2 separate regions of the Macaca mulatta genome follow, and region 1 is linked to region 2. A link is a contact called in public Hi-C data. All regions are on one chromosome and are shown on one strand. Each heading gives the region's core, a stretch centred on a gene start, on an enhancer-like site or on the middle of the called end of the contact. The rest is flanking DNA. Distances are from core to core; before and after follow the strand shown. Region 1 holds the start of EIF2B2 (eukaryotic translation initiation factor 2B subunit beta). Region 2 holds the start of PGF (placental growth factor).

Region 1 (7,519 bases), core at 2,238-4,737, 43 kb before region 2:
ACCAAATTTAGAGGCTACTCCAAGAGAGGAACAATGATGCAGAAAAAGGGAAAAGAAATTCAGTATGTACTTTGAAAGGTGCTAGAAACTTCTCTCACCATGGATATTACAGGAGATAAAAATCAGTTTTAGAAACATAACCTTCATGAATTCAACATAAGTCCAAATATGCCCACCTTGTTGACTCTTGACATAACAGCAAAAATGGCAGCATCAGTCATGACAGTTGTCTCAATACCTGCTTTGGACAAATTCACAGCCATTTCATGACCCTGCAATGGGAGGGAAAGGCTGATTCTAAGAGAAAGAGTGAGAAATAGTGAAGAGTGCTCTCAAATGTAACTGGATCTGGGGAATTGTGTGATATGGGCATATCCAGCACATAATTTCCAATAGATAACTCATTTTTCGGACAACTAAGTTTTTGGACTATCATAGCTCTGGTAAGCTGTAGGGAAGCCCAGGGGAAGCTAATAAATGTCTAGTGCTCCAGCCACAAAACTGGAAATACAACGTGCGTGTATAACATAATCACGATTGCTGACAAGATAGCTCCTGGCTCATTATTTTAAAACATCCTGCATCCTTACATATTTCCTTTTTGAGACCTATTATTTACTTAGGATCGAGTGAGGTCAGACCAAGCATCAGTCATCCCCAAGGTAATTTATCCTGCTTTGATTCCTAAAAGAACCAACCTATGTTTCCTTGGACCCAGCAGTTCACCACCTTTTTTTTTTTTTTTTTTTTTTTTGAGACACAGTCTTGCTCTGTGGTACACGTTGGAGTGCAGTGGCGCTATCTTGGCTCATTGCAACCTCTGCTTTCCAGGTTCAAGCAATTCTCCTGCCTCAACCTCCAGAGTAGCTGGGATTACAGGCATGCACCAGCATGCCCAGCTAATTTTTGTATTTTTAGTAGAGATGGGGTTTCGTCGTGTTGGCCAGGCTGCTCTCGAACTCCTGACCTCAGGTGATCCGCCCGCCTCAGTCTCCCAAAGTGCTGGGATTACGGGCGTGAACCACCACTCCCAGTCCCAACTTTCTTAAACCACTATTTAAGAATGTTCACAGGGCGAACACCTTGAAAATTCCCTTAATGTTTTAGTTTATCTTCTCAGTGTCTCAAAGTCTTGCTTATCAATTCGAGGTTGGAATGGCCCTGCCCATCCCTTGTTTATTTCTTCTTCATTTTCCGTTTTTCTTAGTAGCAGCTACAGCAGTCTCCTTACCTGGCAGAAAGGAGCGCACTCTGCTACAATGACATGGAATTTCCTCTTTCGGGCAGCCTCTTGGAGGAAGGCCTCTACTGTTCGGGAGAAGCCAATGGTCATGATCACCTCATTGGAGTGAATGTGCTCCAGAGCCTGGGCTGCAATGTTCTCCGTTGTCCCTTCTGTAAGAACAGTTTGGAAAAATATATATATATATATATATGTCTATATATATATGAAATTGCTATGCTATATCACAAACACACATTATGAGTGTACGGAAAAAGATGTCTGCCCTTCAGATGCACTGCCAACCCAGCAGGCCCTGGTACCACAGGGTTAATGTGCTTAAAGTGAAATGTCACAATTTTTTTTTTTTTTTGAGACGGAGTCTCGCTCTGCCGCCCAGGCTGGAGTGCAGTGGCCGGATCTCAGCTCACTGCAAGCTCCGCCTCCCGGGTTCACGCCATTCTCCTGCCTCAGCCTCCCGAGTAGTTGGGACTACAGGCGCCCGCCACCGCGCCCGGCTAGTTTTTTGTATTTTTTAGTAGAGACGGGGTTTCACCGTGTTAGCCAGGATGGTCTCGATCTCCTGACCTCGTGATCCGCCAGTCTCGGCCTCCCAAAGTGCTGGGATTACAGGCTTGAGCCACCGCGCCCGGCCAATTTTTTTTTTTTTTTTTTTTTTTTTAATAGAGATAGGGTCCCACTATGTTGCCCAGGCTGGTTTTGAACTCCTGGTCGCAAGCAATCCACTCACCTTGGCCTCCCAAAGTTGTGGGATTACAGGTGTGAGCCACCACGCCCAGCTATGTCACAATTTCTTAAAAGCCCCACTCTGGGATTTTCTGCCTGCCCTCTTCCAGAAGTACCCCTATCTATCAACCACTTCTGTCACTACAGAGCTCCTTACAACCGATTTTGAAGACAGTGAATTCAGCCAAGGAATGGCAATCTGGGAAATCCTAAAGTGCTGAGAATCGGGTAAACAGAGCTTCTGCCTAAAAGAACTCTTCCTTCAAAAGGTGGCCACAACACTTCTACGTGAGAGAGAATGGCCAGAGAAGAAAAACGGGGGAGGAATTTGGAAGCAGCTTCTTCATCATCTGATTATAATGAATATCTGCAAGTCACCTGGACCGCAATGACAAGGGGGATAGAAATGGTATACGTGTACGTGTGTATAAAAATTCAGAGATAGTGAAGGAGGTCTTTCGACCTGGTTCTCTAGGGAGTTCATCTTCTTTACAATGAAAATAAAACTCTGTCCTAATAAAGTCTGTGCCACTCCACAGACTTGCAGTCTATCAAGGGTTGGTCTGTAAGGAAAAGTAGAGAGGGTTACTTTGGTCCCATCACCTGTTGCAACATTTCCTAATCAGGAAGGAGGACAAACCTCTGAGAACCAGAAGACTGGTAATATCCCATCTCTGCTAATGAACAACCTTCAGGGGCTTCTGTTCCCTTATTTGCCTGTGACCAGTCCCATTTTCCTAGCGATCAGGCCTCTTACCCAGCTCCACTAGCAGCTCATTAATCGCCTCAATGATGTTGGAGTGGAGTTGGGCATAATGGAAGCTGAAATCCTCGTTCAGGCCTCCGGACGTCAACAGTTTGTGCAGGGACTCCTGCTGATCACTCTCGTCGCTGCGTCCATGGAGTCTATAGAGGCAACAAGACCCAAAGAGAGAGGTGGGGAGGAGGAGTGGTCAGGCAGGTAACAAGGGCTGCTCAGCTCCAATAAAGTCTCCGAGCAGGGAGAGGGGCCCGTGGAAAAAGTGTCACTGGATCCAACCCGGAGCCCAGGACGTAAGCCTGACCTGCCATACTCCTCCCGGATAATCTTGAGCACTCTCCGCACCATGTTGCCCACGGTGGTCTCGGAGGGCTGAGCGGCCGTCATCCTCCTGCCCTCTCTGCGGATCAGCTCCATCAGCTCCCCTACAGTCCAAAAGAGAGAGGATAAGAGGAGCCAACGCGAAGTGAGGCCTGGGAAACTTTCAGCCTTGGGATCGGGAACAGGCAGGGGCCGGGTTCGCTGACGGAGGCAGGCCGGCCTCACCCGCGTTGCTCCAGCGGTGGTCCGTGATGATCTGGCGTAGCAGCCCCAGGGTCTCCCGAGCCATTTCCTCGGAGCTGCGCGGCCCACCACCCCGCTTCAGGGTCTCCACGAAGCTCTCGATCCTCTCTGACAACTCCGAGCCCTTCGCTGCTGATCCCGGCATCTCTAAGGTAGCTGCCTTCAGCCTTCACCGGCGGAATCCACACCTGCCAGACCACACAGTTTGCACTTCCGGGGCGGGCAAGGTCGGCTTCCGCCGTGAGGGGAGGGGGGAAACCACAAGTTTGAGGGGAAGCAGGCCACGCCCCTCGTTGCCACTCTCCCGCCCCCTTCCTCTGCCTGAGCCAATCACAGACGTGGGGCTCGGGTTGTTCAGTTACAACCGGGCCCGCGCGCCTCGGGGGCTGCAGGCTAGGAAGCGGCCTTTCTTGGCTCAGCCGACGGTGAACGGAAGTAACCCGTCCGGCCTGTAGAGGGTGGCTGGTCCCGTTGCTATGGGAGCAGCAAGTCTCTACGAGCCCCTCACCGCGACTTAAGGCTACACTGAAGAAGTTGCGGCACTCCCTCCTGTCTTCCCAGCTCGGTGACCGCCCGAGCTGTCACTCCTGAGTGTCAGCTGACACTGACGTTACGAATGCGTGTCCAGGGTCGGCTGCCCCTTGGGCAGATGTCTCACTTTTGTTCTGTTACATTACTTGGTACCGTTTGCGCCTGTATCTAGTAGGTTCATCTCTCTGAAAACAAGGATCATATCTTTTGTTGCTTTTGTATTCTCAAGGCCTAACACGTCTAATAGAAGATAGCGAAATTAAGAGATGAGGAAGACTACGAACCATTAAGGAGATTCAAAGTGGGAGCCAATACAGAAGCAAAGATAACATCCTCCGATTTGGACAGAATTGTCCTCCTACCTCTAGAGAGGCCAGAGAGTATAACATAATACCAAGAGTTACCATTTACTTAAAGCTTACTGGATGTTGGGAACTGTATGTGAATTGTCTCAGTTAATAAGGTCTGAAATAGGTCCTCTTATCTCCATTTTACAGATTGGAAAACAGACCCACAGAATTTAAGCAGTTAATAAATGATTGGGTTCATACTTAAATCCAGGTCTTCCTGAACCCAAAGTCTGTGTGTAATAGAAATCTCTATTTCCTTAAGATAAATTATTCAAAGTGGAATCCTTAGGCGAGCACATTTTAAAGACTTTTGTTACAATTAACAAATTGCCCTCCAAAAAAATTATGTCAATACCAAAGTTAGCCAAAGGTAGTACAAAGAAAAGAAAATTACAGGTTAATATCTCTCATGAACATAGGAAGCAAAAATTGCAACAAATTATTAGCACATCAAATCCTGCAATACATAAAAAAAGAGTAATATGTAATTACAAAGTAAAACATAAACCTGGAATGCAAAGCTGATCAAATACTTAAAAATCAATGTCATGTGCCATACTAACAATCTAAGAAGTAAAACCACATGATCATGTCAATTGATGCAGGAAGAAGCATTTGACAAAATTCGATATTCATGATACAAACTCTCAGAAAACTAGAACAAAAGGGAACTTCCTGAACTTGATAAAAGATATCTACAAAATCCTACACCAAAAATCATACTTCACAGTAAAAGATTGCTTTCTCCCTAAGATCAGGACAAGGCAAGGATGTCTACTTTCACCACTCCCATTTAACATCAATATGTGAAGTCCTAGCCCTCGCAATAAGGCAAGAAAAAGAAAAAGCATACAGAATGGAAAGAAACTGTCCCTGTTCACAGGAGACATGATAGTCTACACAGAAAATCCCAGAGTCAACAGCAACAAAAACAAAACCTCCTAGAACATAAGTTTAGCAAGGATACAAAAACTGTATTTCTATGTACTAGCAATGAATATCAGAAATTGAAGTTGAAAACACAGTCGCTCTAAAAAGCCATAAAATATTTGTCAGTTTTGCTATGTTAGTTTTTATTTATTGACTTGTTTATTTTGAGACAGGGTCTCACGCTGTTGCCCAGGCTGGAGTGCAGTGGCATGCTCACTGCTCACTGCAGCCTCAACCTCCCCCGGCTCAAATAATCCTCCCACCTCAGCCTCTTGAGTAGCTGGGACTACAGGCACACACCACCATGCTGGATAATTGTATGTTAATTTTTAAATGTCTTTAAAATTGTATCAATTTACATGCTGGCTAGCAGTTACCATATTATAGCCAATTTTGGATATTGTCACTATTTTTTCGTATATCAAGTCATTAAAAAATAAGGTATATAGGCCAGGCATAGTGGCTCATGCCTGTAATCCCAGCACTTTGGGAGGCCAAGGTGGGCAGATCACCTGAAGGTCAAGAGTTTGGGACCAGCCTGGCAACATGGCAAAACCCTGTCTCTACCAAAAATACAAAAATTAGCCAGGGGTGGTGGCACATGTTTGTAGTCCCAGCTACTAGGGAAGCTGAGGCAGGAGAATAGCTTGAACCTGGGAGGTGGAGGTTGCAGTGAACTGAGATTGTGCCACTGCACTCCAGCCTGGGTGACAGAGCAAAACTGTGTCTCAAAAACAAACAACAACAACAAAAACCAAGGTGTATAGTATTTTTTATATACTAAAGAATTTTTATGTGTGTGTATGCAAATTATAAAGCATGACGACGAACAGGTTGAGGAATGTGAACCAATTCCTCACTTTGAAACTAAAATATTTGAATTAACAGAGATAGGCCAGGCGCAGTGGCTCAAGCCTGTAATCCCAGCACTTTGGGAGGCCGAGACGGGCAGATCACGAGGTCAGGAGATCGAGACCATCCTGGCTAACACGGTGAAACCCCATCTCTACTAAAAAATACAAAAAACTAGCTGGGCGAGGTGGTGGGCGCCTGTAGTCCCAGCTACTCGGGAGGCTGAGGCAGGAGAATGGCGTGAACCCGGGAGGCGGAGCTTGCAGTGAGCTGAGATCCAGCCACTGCACTCCAGCCTGGGCGACAGAGCAAGACTCCGTCTCAAAAAAAAAAAAAAAAAAAAGAATTAACAGAGATAGAAAGCAAAGCTGTGTTGGCCAGGCATAGTAGCTCACACCTGAATCCCAGCACTTTGGGAGGACAAGGTGGGAGGATGGCTTGAGCCCAAGAGTTGAAACCAGCACTGACAACAAGACCCCCATCTGTACAAAAAATTTAAAAATTAGCTAGGTGTGGTGATACATGTCTGTAGTCCCAACTACTTGGGAGGCTGATGGGGGAGGATCTCTTGAGCCTGGTAGGTCAAGGCTGCAGTGAGCTATGTATGATCCTGCAGTGAGCTATGATCCTGCCACTGCACTCCAGCTTGGGCAGCAGGGCAAGACCCTGTCTCAAAAAAAGATAATGAAAAGAAAGAAAGTAGAACTGTGGTTGCTAGGGTCTGAGGGGAGGGAGAGAGTTACTGTTTAATGGCTACAGAGTTTTAGTTTTGCAAGTTGAAAAGAGTTCTAGAGATAGATGGTGGATAATGGTTGTACATTTATATTGCACAACAATGTGAATGTACTTCATGCCAGTTTAGTTTCACTAAACTGTACACTTAAAAAGGTTAAGATGGTAAAATTTATGTTCTGCGTTATTTTACAATTTAGGAAATATGTGGTATATTTCACTTTTTTCTGCTCAGTATGACATTCATAAAATTTATCCATGTTACATGTACCTGTAATTCTCTTATTTGCACTGGTGAATTTGTACTGGTGAGAACTTGTAGTTCTCTTATTTGCACTAGTATTTCACGTGACTGTAGCATAATTTATGTATTCATTTTTTTTCAACAGACGTTTGGGTTGTTTCCAGTCTTTTTAGGGAGGTGGGTGAACATAAACTATAAATAGTCCTGTGTATGTCTTGGCACTTATATAAGTGGAACAGCTAGATCAGAGGCTATATGAATGTTCAACTTTACAAATAGATCTAATTGTACAAAGTGGTTCAATTAATGTATGCTCCCTCCAGCAATATTTAAAGAGTTTCAGCTGACCTACATCCTTACTGACATGTGATATTATCAAATATCTTATTATTTGGGAATCAGGTAGGTATAAAAGGATATTTTACTGTGGTCTTAATTTGCATTTTCCTGATTACTGTTCATTATTTTCATGTGTTTGTTGGCCATGAGTTTTTTGTGAATTGTTTGTTTGTGCCTTTTACCTACTGTTTTTGGCTTAAAAATTTTTCCAAGTAGATTTGCAGGAGTTTATATATTCTAGATACTAG
Region 2 (6,648 bases), core at 1,413-3,912:
TTTTTGCACCACAGGTGCTTTCTTAGTCCTCGCACAACCCTATGAGATAAGTACAGTTATTATTCCCACTCTTACAGATGGAGGAAGCTGGGGCTCTGAAAACAAAGGAAGTTGTTTGAGGCAATGTGGCTGGTCAATAGTGGGGCCACTGTACAAAGGAGCACAGCCTAGGCAAGATGGCAAGACCCTGTCTTTACATTAAAAAAAAAGTTTTTAAATTAACTGGGCATGGTAACACACATCTGTAGTCCCAGTTATTCTGGAGGCTGAGGCGGGAGGATCCCTTGAGCCCAGGAGTTGGAGGCTGCATTGAGCTGTGATCACACCAATGCACTGCAGCCTGGGAGAGAGAGCAAGACCTTGTCTCTAAAAATTTAAATTTAAATTTAGAAAATTAAAAAAAAAGGGTGGAGCAGAACTACTAGCACAGCTGCTCTGGACTGGATGTGAGCAAGAACAAACTTTGATTCAATCCATGGAAATGTTAGAGTCTCCTTGGTCTCTGCCACTGAGCCTACCCTAGGCTAATTCATCTCACAACCCAGGAAGCTGGGTTTAGAAGGGTATGGTCCCCAATTTAGTGACGAAGGACTGAGGTGCACTTGTGGGAACCACAGACTTCACCCAAAGTGTGGAGTTCACTCAGGAAAGAGTATCCCCAGCCATCGGTATCCCCCCACTCCATTAACATAAACTTAGAGAGACCCTCCGTATCATATCCCTAGCACCTAGAACAGTGCCTGGAGCATAGTAGGGCTCAGGCAACACTTGCCAAATGAAAAAACAAATTAATGAATACAGGCTGGGTGCGTCTGGCCAACATGACAAAAACCCGTCTCTACTAAAAATACAGAAATTAGCCAGGCATGGTGGTGTACACCTGGAATCCCAGCTACTTGGGAGGCTGAGGCATAAGAATTGCTTGAACCCATGAGGCAGATGTTGCAGTGAGCCAAGATTGCACCATTGTCCACCAGCCTAGGCAACAGAGCAAGACTCTGCCTCAGAAAAAAAAAATACAAACTCATACACAAAAGACACATCCCATGCATATGTGCTAGAAACACTCAGTTATAGATAAGCATATATAACGAAGATACTTAAGCACATGCACACACAGTTGTGCACAATACACACCTGTGCCCACATACACAAATCCATACCCAAACTAAAGACACACACAAACACATGCATATGTACACAAAGATGTTATGGGCAACATATACAATACAGATATGCACAAACACACACCTACTCACCTGCATACACATGCACAGTTACCTTCCACAATGACCCCGGGCCCAGGAAGGGGTTTGTCTACCCCAAGAACCCCAGCTTGTTTGAAGCTCATCAGAATATTCCTTGCAGACCCCACTTAGCTGGCTGGTGACTGGCCTCCACCTCCTGAACCTCCAGGCTTAGGGCCGGCCAGGCAGGCAGGCTGCATCTCTGGCAGCCCCTCGTGGGTGGGCAGGCAGGCAGGCAGCAGACACAGAGGTCACTGGGGTGAGAGCTGGGGCTGCCCTGGCCTCCCTGCTCCTGGCTGGAATGTAAGCTGTAGGGGCCACTTCCCAGGCCTCCCTCCTCCCCCACAGCCACCCACCAGCCCCAGGCCCAGCCCAACTCGTGACTCCCAATCCTGCCAGGTTCCTGCAGCTTGGGAGCTGGACACAGAAGGCAGTGAGAGGGGTGGTGGTAAAGAAAGATCCAGAACCAAGGGAGGGCACACACAAACGCACAGAGAGAGGCACGGTCTTCACCCACAGAGACAGATATACACAGGCAGGCATGCAGACTCACAGTCCCATTGAAAGATACACATTCAGCCACTTCCAAACACACCCAGACACACAGTGGATACGTACAAATCACACAAGAATACAGAGATATAGAGACCTGACCCCCACAGACAAATACAGAGTCGTATTTGGATGTACAGTAGTCACACGCACTCAGACCACACAGAGGCTCGGACACACAGCACACGTGGATATTCACAGACCCGCAAATGCCCGTGCACATGTGCAGATACACGCGGACCCCCGCGCAGCGAACAGTTCCTCCTCGACCAGGGACCAGGAGGAGATGCCTGGGTGAGGCCACAGGGAGGGTCTGAGAAGACTGTTTCCCAAGGAGGCAGCAGGCCTGATCCTCCAGTCAGGTGCCCTGAGGGGTTTCCTGTGGGCCGCCCACTGTGTCCATGCCTGGCTAGGAGGATGATGGGTCGGGTGAGAGACGGTTCTGGAGTCACGTAGGGCTTGGGTTTTGTCTCTGCCAGTTTCTCGGACACACAGATGCGCGCACACACACAACACACACACACACACACACTTTCCAAGAATGCCTATGTCCATTCGACATACGCAGGCAGGGGTGCTCTCGGAGCCTCGGTTTCTTCATCTATAAAACGGGGCTAGGAATCCCTTGGCCCCCGAGGTGTGTGGGCATGGCTGCCTTCCCAGGGATCCGGGACGGCCCTTCCTGCAGAGGCCGCTAGGACATAAGCCTTGACGGCTGACGCTGGGCTCCACACCTGGATGGTCCCATCCCAGGTGACGGCCCCGAGAGCCGAAGCGGGGCTGTGGGCTCTGCGGGCGGGCGCGGCGTGGCCCGGGGAGCTGCGGGCTGGGCTCGTCGAGGCGTGCGCATTTGCCGAGCGCCCCTCGCAAGCACTGCGGGCTCCGGCGCTGCGGGCTGGCCGGGCGCTGCGGGAACTCGGCTCGGGAACCTCTTCTGCTGTGGGCGGGGCAGGCCCGGAGCCCCGCCCCAGCTCAGCCCCTGAAACCCAGGCGCGGGCCGGCTGCAGTCCCAGAAGGGAGCTGCTGTCTGCGGAAGAAACTGCATCTTCGGACGGCCGCCCAGCTGCGGGAGGACCTGGGGTGGCACTGGGCGCCCGACGGACCCTCCCTGGGACCCGCCTGCCCCTCGGCGCCCCGCCCCGCCGGACCGCTCCCGGTCGGGCTCCCCAGCCATAGCCTTACCTGCGGGCTCCTGACTCCCCACGGCTTCCAGAAGATGCTCGAACCACCGGCCGGGGCCTCGGGGCAGCAGTGAGGGGGGCGTCCAGCCGCCCACTCAGCTCTTCTGCTCCTGTGCCAGGGGCTCCCCGGGGGATGAGCATGGTGGTTTTCCTTCGGAGCCCCCTGGCTCGGGACGTCTGAGAAGATGCCGGCCATGAGGCTGTTCCCTTGCTTCCTGCAGCTCCTGGCTGGGCTGGCGCTGCCTGCTGTGCCCCCCCAGGTAAGAGCTACCCCCACCTAGCCCGGCTCCCCTGACCTCCCTATCCCAGCACTGGAAGCAGGGGACTCTGAAATCACAGACTCGCTCCAGGGAGCAGCAAATCCAAGGATGTCCACATACTTCCTAAAGGCCAGGCTGGACTTCTTTCGTTTGGGAAGAGACCTCAGGCTGGCTGTCCCCCAGGTCCTGGGGGCTGTCTTAGTGGGGGCAGGGAAGCCACAGGGAGGGAGGGAGGGAGGTTTCCTGTCTGGCCTCTGGAGCCCTGGTGGCTTTGCTAAAAGCATCTGTCCACTAATCCCAGGCGGGTCCCTGGCCTTGTGGTCAGGGTCGAGGCCCCATGGCCAACCAGGCGTCCCCAGGACCTCTGACCTGGCCTGGTGGGGGTGGTGGAGGAGCCAGCTGAAGAGGATGATGGTGGGAAGGCTGGGCCCTGCCCCCACCAGGGCTCAGGACTGAGCCGTGGGCTCCTGGGTGGGCTGGGGATGAGACAAGGGGTCTCGCTGTGCCTTTTCTCCTGGGTGGGTGGCCGGAGGTCCTGAGTGCAGGGCCTGGGGAAGTGAGCAGGGCCCTTTTCCCAGGAGCCGGGTGAGTCTGGCTGGGAGCCAGCTTGGGCAGTGAAATCCTGACAAAGCCAATGAGCTCCCTTCCCACTGTGTTGTCCCACTGCCCTGGGAGTCCCCAGCCCCAGCCCAAGAGTAGGAGTGGGCTGGGCAGTCCCTGAGGAGCCCGAGCAGCCCAGCCACCCGCCTGCCTGCTGCAGGGCTGGCCAGAGGTGTAACGTTACCGGCTGCACCAGCTCATGGCGCCACCCGCTCCAACCCCTCCGCTCCCACCAGCTGATCACCTCCCCCTGGGCTCTGGCACCCAGCCAAGGCGGGCTGTACAGGGCCCGGCAGGGTTGAACTGGGGGGGCTGGGTAGAAGGGAGACCCACAGGATTGGAAGATCTTTGGGACGCAGCAGGCCAAGGGTCTCCAAGAGCTTCTAGCCTCCCATCCTTTTCCAAATGAGGAAAACTGAGGCCAGAGAGGGGTGGGACCTAACCTATCTAGGGTCCGGTGAGTTTTTAGTTGTGCTCAGGCTGCTCTGAGACAGGGCAGAGCCTGTGCAGCAAGTGGGAAGGAATCCAGAGGGGCCCCTACCTTCCTGCCATCACACTTGGCCCAAGAGTGCAGAGCCCCAAGGTGTCCCAGGCTCATCTCTGTACCTTTCTGTCCACAGCAGTGGGCCTTGTCTCCTGGGAACGGCTCGTCAGAGGTGGAAGGTAAGCTGGCCAGGCTGGGGGTTTGCATGATCCCCAAGCCCCTCTCTTCCTTTCTCCCAAGCCCAGGCGTGGCATAAAGTGTGGGTACAGGTTGATAAAAGTTGGGGAGAGCCTATGAGCTAGATATCCTAGCTGATGACTTTGGCAGGGCCTAAGAGATCCCCTCATGGTGACCCAGAGACTAGAGAGGTGTGGGCTGGGGTCATCAGCACACAGAGAGTGGGACTGGGGCCAGTATAGCCAGGGTTCATTGAGCTGGCTCAGAGCCCTTCCCCAGCATGATTTAAGCGTATGGATGGGGTCTTGGAGGACAGAGTGGGGAGTGAGTGCCAGGGGCCAGAATGGGGGTCTGGGAGCTGGATGCAGTGTGCAGTCAAGAGGATCAGGAATGGGTGAGGGGCCCTCCCCAGCAGCCCAGCCCTAGTGGAACTGCCTGGATCTGACCATGCCTTTCCATTGATTATAAACAGACAGAACATGAATTGTGCCCTCCCTGGCCCCTCTACTCCCCACCCTGGTTGCCTCAAGAGGGAATCTTCAAAGGGCAACGAGACGTTTGCCAAAGAGACATACGTGCAGGATGCCAGGCCCCCTACCTCGCTCCTCCCTCCCTGCCTCTCCAAGACGTGCAGAGCGGCCACACGCCACCGCTGAGGCTTCCCCTGCGCCATGGGAGAGGGGGCATGTAGGAACATGCACACGCACACGCGTGATAGCCATCTGCATGCTGGGAACACCCTCTGCTGGCCTTGCCTGCCTGGCAGCCCGCCTCTCCCGGGCCTGGTCATACTCTGACACCTGAGGCTCAGGCCCTAGACCCCTGAGCAGGTAGAGGAGGCAGCTGCCCTTGACTTCATGGATGCCTCCCTTGCTGTGCCTCTGGAACCAGCACAACATTATGCTCCTTGGGATTTGGGGAAGGACCCATCCCCTACCTCCACACTATCCCCTTTTTGGTGCTTTTAGTGTAGGTCAGGCCACAGCTACCAAAGATGCCTTAGCCTCAGTTTCCTCATCTGTAAAATGGGAGCCTTAGGCTATGTGATGTCTATGGTTTCTTCTTTTTCCGAGATTGAAAAAGGGACCTGTTCTCTAACTCCAGGGAGGAGAAATGGGTGTACATATCACCCAGGATTCGAGGTGAGGAGGCCTGGAAGTGTAGGTTCGTTAGGTCAGCTCTCCTGTCACACTTATCAATCAGGGAGTGTGCAATCTGACCAGGAGAAGTACAATGAGCTTTGCACTCCAGCTCTCCAAATCTGAAAATGTCATCCCACCTATTAACACCAGAGCAAGAGGCAGCATGGCCAGCCATGGGCGTTGATTTTTACTATTACTATTCACAGGAACAGTGTTAGGCATTTTCTGTCATTCTGTTTTGACCACAGGCTGTGAAGTAGGAAGGCGATGTACTCCATTTTTACAGATGCAGGACCTGAGGCTCAGAGAGGCCCTGGGGGTCGCCCCAAGCCTCAGGCACTCCTCATGGATCTGGCAGAACCGAGTGCTCCCAATAGCTCCGTGGCTGATCAGGCATGAGCAGGGTGTCCCTTGTGGCAGGCTGTCTGTGTGCTCTGCCAGTGACCATGGAGAGGACACCTGTGGGCTTGGGCTGGTGGCCAGTGGCTCTGCCCAGCCCTGTGGCTCGTCCCCAGTGCCCTCCACAGAAACTTGCTCTCAGGATTAAGCATTTCTCTTCTGGAGTCTCCCCCATCCCAGGTGGTGGCAGGCAGGTGGGAGGCTCACTCTCAGGGCTGGCGAGAGAGCTGAGGGCCCACTCATGGCCTCAGGAGCAGCCCTGGGGACCACCCAGCTCTGGCAGTGCCTGAGGGGGCCACAGCTTCCCGTTGCTCTCACCCCCACCCCCTCCCGGAGCAGGTCTGGGGCCAGCGGAAGTGCTCTCAGGGACAGCTGAGCAGAGCTCTTTCCTGAGGGACATGGCCCACATCTGGGAGTGGTCACTGCACACTCCCTCAGCCTGGCCCCTCACCCAGCCCCTTTTGTTTCTCCCACACGCCCATACGGGGGCCTTCAGGGATGAATTGCCCTCTTTCCTGGTGGCTGCCAGGTAAACCAGGCTCCAGCCCACCTCCTTCTCAGCCCTCCCGCAACATGGTTCGGCCACGGGGCCAGGAAATTGGCAGA

The links. A called contact is a pair of places that touch in the nucleus more often than the background predicts.
Region 1: a contact with region 2 is called in a Hi-C map of liver, with 1.9 times the contacts expected there. The contact joins the promoter of EIF2B2 here to the promoter of PGF in region 2. A contact is called at or near these places in 2 of 14 Hi-C or Micro-C datasets (fetal cortex germinal zone and liver).

Annotation. Positions count from the first base shown.
Region 1 is chr7:148,192,522-148,200,040 of T2T-MMU8v2.0, reverse strand. EIF2B2 (eukaryotic translation initiation factor 2B subunit beta) reads right to left here and starts at 3,487. Exons shown (of 8, transcript NM_001266005.1): 1 at 3,276-3,487; 2 at 3,034-3,154; 3 at 2,727-2,875; 4 at 1,232-1,395; 5 at 177-272. The coding sequence starts at 3,438.
Region 2 is chr7:148,149,791-148,156,438 of T2T-MMU8v2.0, reverse strand. It overlaps PGF (placental growth factor), which reads left to right and starts at 2,662. Exons shown (of 7, transcript XM_077941486.1): 1 at 2,662-3,240; 2 at 4,464-4,503. The coding sequence starts at 3,166. It also overlaps the pseudogene LOC144330370.